Linked DNA regions of Sus scrofa: region 1 is linked to region 2. Evidence: chromatin contacts called from public promoter capture Hi-C data. All regions are on one chromosome and are shown on one strand. Each heading gives the region's core, a stretch centred on a gene start, on an enhancer-like site or on the middle of the called end of the contact. The rest is flanking DNA. Distances are from core to core; before and after follow the strand shown.

Region 1 (5,150 bases), core at 2,323-4,822, 200 kb after region 2:
GAGGCCAGAGATTGAACCTGCAACCACATGGTTCCTAGTCGGATTCGTTAACCACTGAGCCACAACAGGAACTCCCATGACAGTTTTATTTCTTGCTCATGTTACAAGTTCATTACAGATTGTCAGGGAAACTGTTCACCGTAGTCACTCAGCCCCTTGGGCTGATGGAGGGAGTGCTGTGTCATATGTCGTCGGTCACTGTGCCAGAGGAAAAGAGAGCCCTGGATGGTCTCACAATGGCAATTAAATCTTCTACCTGTAGGTGACACGTGTCACCTCTGCTCACAATTCATTGTCCAGAACTGTCACGTGACCTTACCTAATTTCAAAGAAGGCCGTAAAGTGCCATCCTCTTGTGTGCCTAGAAAGCAGGAGAGCCAACGTGCTTGGTGAACAATCTTAATGACCATCACATTATCTGAAGGTGGGTAATGGAGCTCCATTTAGATGGGCAGATGGAAGAGTGGACATTGTTATCCCTGTTTTTTACAGTTGAGGAAACTTGCGCACTAAGAGGTTGAGGAGTGAGGATTCAATTCTACATCTGTCTGATTCTAAAGCCTTTAACCCACTGCTTGCCAGGAACTCATCCTGCCTTTGATTTTGCCTTGAAGTCGAGATGAGACACCAAGGAGCCTCACTTTCCCATAGATTTCATTTTACGGTCTCTGTGTCCTTGGCAGAAGGTAAATCAGATTTTGCAAACAACCCCAGCCAGTGTAAAAGGAAGAAAAAGCCATTCCTGAAGCCTGGTTACATACTCTGTTTGTCCTGCGTGGATTTTCCCTCAAGGATCTCTCTCTCTCTCCTCATTGCGGTTCCTTTGTAATCTGATGCACCAAACAGCCATGTAGAGGTGCAGCTTGGCTCCTGAGAGGGGGCATCAAAGGAAGGAGGAGGGGCCTGAGCCTCATTTTCAATTTGCTGAAACTTTCACATTCTTCCCCAGGTCTTGAGTTCGGTTAAAAAAAAAAAAAAAAAGACTTGTGTTTATCCTGGGGACTATGTGTTTTTCATGCCCCCTTAGGAAATATTATCCATGTGTTTTGAATTTATTTTTTGCTTGACTAATCAAAATACTGTTGCACAAGAGACTTTGGATGTCCAAAGAGCTGTCTTTTAAAATAAATGTCTTTTATTTTGCCTTTGGAAACAGCTAACCACATTTTATCAAGAGTCAGCAGCCTTCTCTCTTCAAAGGATTGAGTTTGACACTAAAGAGTTTACGGATGGAGAGAAAGAAGAGTTATTGGCCACCACCATCTCCTAACATTTATCCGGCTGTGAGATGCTCAGGAGTATACAATGTGAAGTTTTCAAAATGAAAACTTTAAGAAAACCGTGGCTCATTTAAAAATATTAGGACAATTTGAGAACAAAAATAATTCCCATATCCCTGTACCTTGTTGGGAGAGAGGGGTGTTTAAAAATGAGAGTCCAGATTCTTCAGATGCTCCCATTATTCATATGTTAGATCTTCTTTGCCTATCTACTCTACTTATTGCTTTTAAAAAATCCTTTTTGTTTCTTTATTTTTGATTGAAAAAATGTCTGTCCTTTGTTATGATGTTAAACTTGTGTTTCTTTGCTGTTGAGTTCCTTCTACTCAGCCTTCATTTCTATAGTAGTTTTTCCTTTATTTCTATTTCTACCTGGTGTGGTATATTCTAATCCTGAGTTTTTCTAGTACTAATTAATATCATTCTTTCATATTTTGTATCATTTTCTTAATTAATTTTATTCCATTTTGGGGGATTAGATTACAGTTTCATCTGTTTAGTGTATGTGTCTTTTTGGCCTGCTTTCATTGACTATAGGGATACTTTTTAATCTTCTTTTTACATAAGTTAAGAAGGATAAAGTGACTTTCCCAGGATCTAAAAACAACTAAGTAGCAGAGCAGGTATTCGCACCCATGTTTATCTAACTTCAAAGCCTGTAATCTTTTAACTAATGTTATTTACTATTGAAAGTCTACTGTGCGGCAGACAATTTACAAACAAAATCTCATTTAATACAGCATCTTGCAACATCTTCTTATTATTGATGAAGAAACCAAGGCTTGGAGAGCAGCTGCAGGTGGTTGTGGGCAGTTGTGGTTGTTTCAACAGTTATAGGGTACTAGCTCCTTAGTTCCTGCGCAACAGCCCTGGTGTGGTTTTAAAAGCAGCAGCCACTATCCTCGGCAACTCAGCAAAGCCTATGGGCTGATGAGCTCTAAGGCTGAGGTGGTAGCATCTTTCTGATGTTTGGGTAATAATTTATTCTGTTTGCTACTCTTCCTGTTCTACTTCCTTTTGTTCTTCCTCTGTGCTCTTATAGCCCTTCCAGTACTTTTGTTATCAATACTGTGAATGAAATCTCTTTGATTTAAATAACAAAATCTGTTGTCCTGAATCAGACACTATCTAATGCAGTTACTTGCTTCCATTCCCTCATTCATTCTTTTATTCATTTAACAAAACATTTATTGATTACCTACTAAGTTATGGGTATTTTGGAAACAGTGATTAACAAGATAGACAAAGTCTCTGCCCTCATGAAGCTGGTATCCATTGGAGCTGGAGCTGCAACCTACGCCACAGCTGCAGCAATGCCAGATGCTTAACCCATTGCACCGGACTGGGGATTAAACCAGCGCCTCCACAGAGCCAAGCTGGATCATTAACCCACTGCTCCACAGCAGGAACTCCTGATTTAACCTTTGTATTCCCAGTTTATCCTGCAGTACTTCAGACTTGATTGATATTGACTTGTTTTTGGAAATGAATATGTTATAACCTTAAAGCAACCCAGGAAACCATTTTTAGCAGACATTGCAGAGCTGTACATGTGATCTCAAGTTCTCCGACTAGACTCAATTTCTTCAAAGTCAGTAAAACACTGAATCTGTCTTGCTAGAGTACTGAATGTTAACTGTGGTATGTAACAACCAGTTGTTAGAAGGTGTTAGTGGTAGGTCTCTGAGGACTCTCACTGAGGCCTGATGAAATCAGAGGATTCATTAACTGGGACTTAGCTTGGTGAAAAACCCTTTTCCTCACTGGCAGGAAATGAATGACAATCAATATTTGTATAGCATTTTATTACATCTTCACATCATCAGATGCCACTTTTACCCTTATAGATGAAGAAAGGAGGCTCAAGGTGGGTCAAGATACTCCAACTGGCAAGTGGCAGAGCTAGAACTAGAAACCAGATCTTTTCCCGAAAGGGAGATTTTCATTTCAGTAAAACTGAGTGTCTTTGTGGAGGTGGCCACGAGATCCTTTGATTTCACTTTCAGGTGGTCGATAAAGTAAGACAGGTAGAAATGAAGGCAAATCCTTTTGCCAGGTCTTTCTAATTGCAGAATTCTAATCAATCAACACTGTGCCTAGGTGCGTCTTTATGTAAGACTACGATTCCCAGCAGGCCACAAGGTACCTACTGGAAGACTTCGACTCCCAGCATGCCCTACTTTGGAACTCTGAGTCCCAGAATGCAACGCTCCTCCCTGCTGGGGGGAGGGGGAAGAGAGAGGCGTCGAGACTACAGTTCCCAGCATGCAGCGCCGCCCCCAATTTCTAGCGCCTCGCTGGTCCCTGCCTCGGAGAGACCTTTTGGGTTTCCGAGGACAGACCAGGGAGTCCCAGCTCCCTTTGGGGGATTTGCCTCCGGGGCATTTCTGGCCCACTGAGCCTGTAAAGACGAACCTTCGAAAGGATGGGTTGGGGCCTGAGGCGGGCTTTTCTCAGGCAGTGTTTGAGGCAGCCCCAATGGGGTCCTCTGGGGGCCTTCAGGCCTTTGAACTGCGGTGGCGGGCGGGCTCACTGTATTCTGTACTCCTCAGGGTAGGGGCCGCCATCACCATGGCCACGGCTGCGAGTCGGCCCTGCGCCGGCGGGTCGCGGGACATCCTTTGGCGCGTGAGTGCTGCGCGCACGGTGGCAGTCGCTCTGCTGCTGCGGGGCTCGGGCTGGGTTGGGCAGGCGAGCGCTAGTAGCCCGTGCGCGCTGGGCGAGGGAGGGGCCGCCTAGAGTATCAGCGTGGGCATCGCGTGGGGAAGGGGAGAGCTGAGCGACTGATTTCTGGCTTGTCCGGAGGTGTGTTGGGTGGAAGCTGGTTACAGGGGGAGGGGCGTGCTAGGGAAAGCTGATTACAGAGTGTGCGTGCGGGACGTCTTCAGAGCAGACTTGTTATGCCTTGTAAAGTGGGAAGTATGGGAATTGGCGCAGGGAATGGGGAAGAGTTGTATGCAAGGGTGGTGTACTTAACTAGGTGCAAATCAGTAACTTGTTGATTACTTGGGTTAAGAAGCAGGGAAAGAATGCCCATAATCGGAAAGTCTGTGGCATGCATTTACAGAGGCTGGACTTGGGGATTAGGTAGTTAAGGAAGACGGGTATTTTATCAAGTTAGGGGAATGCGTGCACTGTGGGCCTGAGATGAGGAGGTACTTCTGGTTGAAATTCAGTCGACAGTTCTGCATCCGTTCTGGGGAGGGCAAAGAGTGATATGATAGGCACTGGTGATTAAGATGTGAAAACAATGCAGTAGGTGTCCAATAAGGAGAGCATATCTAATCATTGTAAACAAAATTATAATATATAGGTGGTTCCCATGAAATGTATACACTTTCAGATATTTATTTATTTATATATCAATTAAACCTAGAGAGACAAGTATAAGTTGCTGTAAAATACACTTGTAAAACTAAATAAGATCTCCCTTACCCCCCAAGTGTGATATTTAGTGTGACACCTGACTCTGACTAATGAATGCACCAACTCACTGATATTACAAGATTTTGCAGTGGTACGTAATGTTATTCATAGTAGTAACCAGTGGGGCTTATATATAGCTGCAGGGACTGTCACCTGGGTATAAATACTAGTGGTTAGCATCTTGTATGAAAACATAGGATTTGCATAGCTGAAGTAGTTTAAGTGACTTCATGATTGAGGGGCTTTTTTGTTTAACTATAGGTTTTGGGCTGGAGGATAGTTACAAGTATTGTCTGGTCAGTGCTGCTTCTGCCCATCTGTACCACAGTATATGTACTCGTCAGCAGCATTGATTTATTTCATCCTATACAGTGGCTGTCTGGTAAGTGATATTCAGTTTGGGGAAAACAATTTTATTGGACCCACTTCTCAACATAAAAATCG
Region 2 (5,358 bases), core at 548-3,047:
CCAGCAGGGAAGTCCAGTTTTTTGTTTTTAATGAAGTAATAATGACCATTAATTGGGTACTTTAGAGTCATTGATTCCTTCTTGGTTGTCTATCCTGTATTTATACCTTACTTCCTCCTTGCTAACAGAAATCAGTTTGAGGTTGCAAAGAGTCCATTTAAACAGTCTCTTTTCTAGTCTGAACTATAGTTGTGAAGGCCATGTGACACTGCTCTGTCCAACAAGATACGAGGGAACTGTACTATCACTCAGTCTTACTGAGTTTGCACAGGGTTACACAGACTCATACCTGGTACATGAATATTCCATTTAACAGACAAGAAAATTCTGCAAAAAAAAGAGTAACTTTGGGGGCTTATCTTACGAGCTGGAAAAACACACCACAAAGCCAAAGTAATTAGAAAGGCGTAAGGGAGTGCAGGAATTGATAAACAGACTATGAGGGAAACAAATTAGGAGTGGTCAGGAACAATTTGGGGGGACGTATAGCAAAAATAATTCATAGATCTTCCATAGTAGAATTCCTCCAGACCTTCTTGCTATTATAGTCCTTGGCACATTTTCTCCACTCCCAGAGCCCCTCTCACCTTCAGAGATTCAATGGTGGCCTGCTTGTAAATCTTTCCTCCAGGATCTTTCTTCTGAGGACTACTCTGGATTCTGGGCGTTCGAATGACAAATTTATCCATTGCTAGGAACTCCAACTACCTTCACGTGCTTGCACCGTGTACTGCTCAAGAAAGAGGGCAGATTCTAAAACCTCATCAAAACTTCTGTGATGTGAGTTCCCTAAAGTGACCCAATTGGGTTCTATAACTCTGAAAGCATTCCTGAATTAAGAGGACCCTTGACTGGAATTTACAGGAAGATTTCCTCTTTTAAGAAGATGTAAAAGAAACATCTTCCTAAAAACTGAATCCGTATACAACGACCGGTCTTACTTCCTGAATTAGGAGATGTCCAGCTTTCAGAAGTGCACGCTGCACGGGGCCTTCCAACAATGGACCAGGGTTGGAGCCTGGTGACTTGAAAAGCCTATTCCATCTTAGGTTGGGTTGTGGCAGGTTAGAGTTCCCCTGGGTTCAATGAAGCTCTCTTAATAACCACCCCACCAAAGTCACAATCCAAAGAGTTTCCCTAGTAACCAGCCGGTCCTCACAAAAACCAGTCATCTCCAGGACCTGCTGGGTGGTCAAAGGACCCTAAACAAGACTGTCGTGCTCGGGACCCTAGAGGAAAGGGAAACACCATCTTCCTCTGCTCTCAGCACGCAGGAGCCCAGAGGGGAAGCTTAACAACGATGTCCTGTGAGACCCACCAGGAAAAGCAGCCCTGCAAGCAGCCGGACCCCTCCAGAACCCACCCTCTGAGGGCCCAAACCTGGACTGTGGGGGTGAGAGCTAAGCCGACGCTTCCTCCCACCGCCGTGGTTTTTTGTTTTGTTTTGTTTTGTTTTTTCCTTTTTTTCGGAAAAGCCTGCACCCGCCAGCGGAGCTCCAAGGCGGAACGCGGGAGGGAGCGGCTAAACCAAATCACACTCCCCAGAGTGCACCGCGAAGGGGCGAGTTCGGGCGTTTCTAAGACGGCTGTAGTTCTCCTAGACCAACTTTCTCGACCCACCGTGCGTCTCCCGCTTGCGAAGAACTACATGCCCCAGCGTGCCCCGCGGAGGGAAGGAGCGCTTCGCTCTAGCACTCGCGAGAGTTGGGTGCACCGCCTCTGGCCAACCTAGAAGTTTATAGACCTAGAGGTGCGGCGGAAGGCAGCAGATTCGGGCGGGTCTGGGCGGGGCTGAGTAGACCGCGGAGGCGGAAGCAGCAGCCCGTTGGGCGGGGAAGGGGCTGGTCCTGGAAGGAGGAGGAAACCTTGAAAAGAAAACAGCAACAAGCTGAGCTGCTGTGACAGAGGCAAACAAAATGGCGGCGCCGAAAGGGAGCCTCTGGGTCCGGGCCCAACTGGGGCTCCTGCCGCTGCTGTTGCTGACCATGGCCCTGGCCGGAGGCCCAGGGACTGCTTCCGCTGAAGCGTTTGACTCGGTCTTGGGTGATACGGCATCTTGTCACCGGGCCTGTCAGTTGACCTACCCCTTGCACACCTACCCCAAGGTAGGGCCCGTCCGAACCGGGCTAACAACCCTCCCTGGCCGCTCATCTGTCCGCTGTCGGTTCTGAGAGTTTGGCTCTTCAGTCCATCCTTCAGCCGCTGTCTCTCATCCGTGTGGTTCTTGTTTTCTTCCCTAATCCTACCCGCAATCCGATCCTGCTGTGATTACCGGAAGTTTGTGCCGCACCTACCTTATAATAGGCTCGGGGACACAAAAATAAGCAAGACAGGACCCCTTTCTTCTGGGGGCTTGCGGGGCGGCAGGGGAGACGTACGCTCGGAGGGAGAGGAGGATCTGGAGGATTAATGCGAGCTCCTCACCTTCCAGGGGAGTCGGGGATGGTGGGGGGGAGGGGAGCGGTGGGAAGGAGAGGGCTAGGAGCAGCCACAGCAGTCCACCAAAGGTTTGTTCTCAATGCCTGTTCCCTGAGCGCGTCTTAGGGCTGGGAGCGTGCTCTCTGTTCCCGGAGTCAAACAAGTAGGCATTTCCACCATAGAATGAAATGTATTAAGAAAGAGTTGGGAGACTGCACTGGAAGGGCCTTCCGTCTGTGTTGAATAACTGTGCAAGACGCCTCCCCCCCCCGGGGGGGCTGGGGTGGTTTAGAGAAAAAGCAGTTAGGTTTCTGCTTTCAGAGAACTTAACGTGCAGTGCAGCAGAAGGCAGAGGGAATTCGTGGAGTGGGAACGAAATGAGAGTGCCCCTCGCAGGGGATCTCAGCTTATAGAGAGAATGACCCTATCTCCTCCTCTCCCTCACCCTTTGCCCACGGGTTCTGTCCTTAATTCAATTCCCCTTTTCAAGTTGTTTTTGCAGCTTCTTAAAAAACTGTTGGCTCAACATTCTAAATTGCCTTAGTGACTTCCTCCACCCTTCCGAATATATAATTTGGCTTCATGCCCCTCCCCCCACGGCCTTTCTTCGTAAGAGCTTTTGCTGGTCTTTTTGCCCTTGTTCTTCCTTCAGCTTCCCTATGTTGTATGCTAGCCCTCTTTGCTCTCTCAAACTACAAAGCGACTACGGGGGACAGGTTTAAAATGTTTGCATGCACTTTCAGGCTTTTGAAATGAAAAGTGTAAATGCTCTCACTACCCATATGTCTGTTTACTGCTTTTTTACATTGCTAGGATTACCAGTTTTCAAGAAAAATTGTGGGAGAGGGGATTATCAAATTTTCCATCAGAGGCAAATATAGCAGTCAAGAGAGAAATGAGCAATTTTGACTTCCAGGCTTAATTCAGTGTGTACTGCTCCGGAAAACATCATTTTCTTCTCTTCTTTAAACCTCTCATAATTAAGAGGATTGTATGAGGTGTATCTTTCTAGCTATTGGATGTTTGGGTTGATTTTTTTTTTTCCTTTTTTGAGATATTCCTAGCAGATTTGTGGTAATTTGAATACACGTGCTAGGAAAATAATTAACAGTTCATTTCTGGAACTGTTAAGTACTTTTATAGCATCCAGTACTTTGTAAAAATTGATGTGATATCAATAAGTTGTTTTTTTACTTATTCAGGAAAGCTGTTCTCCCCAGAAACTCTAAATCATCTGACTCCCTGTATGTCCTGGACTTAAAATGTATTAACTGTCTGTTCTCTGTTAGCCAGGAATGATGGGAGATTTACTTTCATTATCCCTAATTCTCATCCTGTGAAGTTGAGTTTTACAGTTGAGGAAATCAAGGCTCTGAAAGGTTAAGTGAATTGCCCAAGGTCACAGAGCCTAAAAGTACTGGAGTAGTAGGAATTTAGGCCTAAAGCTGGCTACAATGTGCTGCCTTCTATTAATAAAGTTGTAGTGTTAAAAATATTTAATTTATTTATTTTACTGATTTCTGTTGGTTCTCCTTCAAATTATTGTGGTTTGCACTTGAAGAAAACAGCGGTATTGTAAGAAATTAGATGAAATTACAAGCCCACATAGCCTCTCTTGGTCTGCTATTTGTAACTGGCAAATAGAAATCTCATTTTAACCACTTTTTCAGAATTAATTATTTGTTGCGAGAAAACAGGATACTGTATTACCTTTTTATAAGTAGATATATGAAAATTAAAATATTTAACCCTTTAACTTTCTTCAAAAGTGCAATTGCGCAGTTTGTCTGGGTCCAAATACGGAAGACCTAAGTCATGTTATTAACAAAGATAGTTAGAGCCACTCTGGTCATTTTTTAACAGAGTGTGGGCTTGGAACCATACAAACCTGGCTTCCATTCCTAGCACAGCTTTTACTATCTGTGTGTCCTTGCTAGTCACTTAATGGCTCATGACTTCATTTTGCCAACTGTAAAACAAAACAAAACAAAACAAAAGCCCTCACACTTTGAAGAGCAAGTGTGAGGATTAAAGATAATATACATGGCACTCTTAGCACAGTACCTAACACATGGCAACAAATGGTTATTTCCTTTGTCAAATGTCATAAAACCAGTATGGTATGTGTAGTGTATTAGTAGTGCTGAGTAAGAGGGAGGAGAATAGTTAGCTCGACTTACCTCAGGATAAGAAAATGCATGTCAGATCTATAGATATTAGCGTTCATTCTTTAAGGGAGGTTCATTAAGTTTCCTTCTAATTATTTAGCTGGTATCGGTTTGGTGGGGAGCATCATTTCCTTGTGCTCTAAGATAGTAGAGGTATATTTTATATAAGCTTGCCAGTCACTCTGGAAACATAGGACATGAAATATTTGCTTGGATTAATAGTATTATCTAGAACATGAAACACGTATTCAATAAGGATCTGATCTTTTTTTTTTTTTTTTTTTTTTTTTTTTTTTAGTTTTATTGGGGTATAATTGACGTAAGGATATGATTCTTGGGAGTTCCCGTTATGGCTCAGTGGAATCGAATCCTACTAGTATCCATAAGGATGCAGGTTCGATCCCTGGCCTTACTCAGTTGGTTAAGGATCCAGCATTGCTGTGAGCTGTGGTGTAGGTTGCAGATGTGGCTCAGATGTGGCATTGCAGTGGCTGTGGCACAGGCTGGCAGCTGTAGCTCCGATTCAACCCCTAGCCTGGAAACTTCCATATGCTGCAGGTATAGCGCTAAAAAGCAAAAAAAAAAAAAGATTCTTAATAGCTATGTCTACTTATTAGATAGTACAGCATAATATTAATGATGTGAAAATAAAATCATATATAAATAAAATAATAACATAAAATATAATCCTCGATTCAAGATTGATGTAAAAGTATTGCCACTTTTACAAAAAAGTATAGCTGTTTAACAGCTGAGGAAACAGACTAAGAGA

What was found. Promoter capture Hi-C pulls out the DNA fragments that hold promoters and counts their contacts.
Region 1: a promoter capture Hi-C map of liver shows a contact between it and region 2, with 4 times the contacts expected there. The contact joins the promoter of NDC1 here to the promoter of TMEM59 in region 2. A contact is called at or near these places in 1 of 5 promoter capture datasets (liver) and 1 of 47 Hi-C or Micro-C datasets (heart right ventricle).

What each region holds. Positions count from the first base shown.
Region 1 is chr6:158,455,025-158,460,174 of Sscrofa11.1, forward strand. NDC1 (nucleoporin NDC1) reads left to right here and starts at 3,573. Exons shown (of 18, transcript XM_003356460.4): 1 at 3,573-3,908; 2 at 4,968-5,088. The coding sequence starts at 3,759.
Region 2 is chr6:158,260,196-158,265,553 of Sscrofa11.1, forward strand. It overlaps TMEM59 (transmembrane protein 59), which reads left to right and starts at 1,798. Exons shown (of 8, transcript NM_001044558.1): 1 at 1,798-2,105. The coding sequence starts at 1,917. It overlaps TCEANC2 (transcription elongation factor A N-terminal and central domain-containing protein 2), which reads right to left and starts at 1,637. Exons shown (of 5, transcript XM_005665408.3): 1 at 1,381-1,637; 2 at 588-730. The coding sequence starts at 689.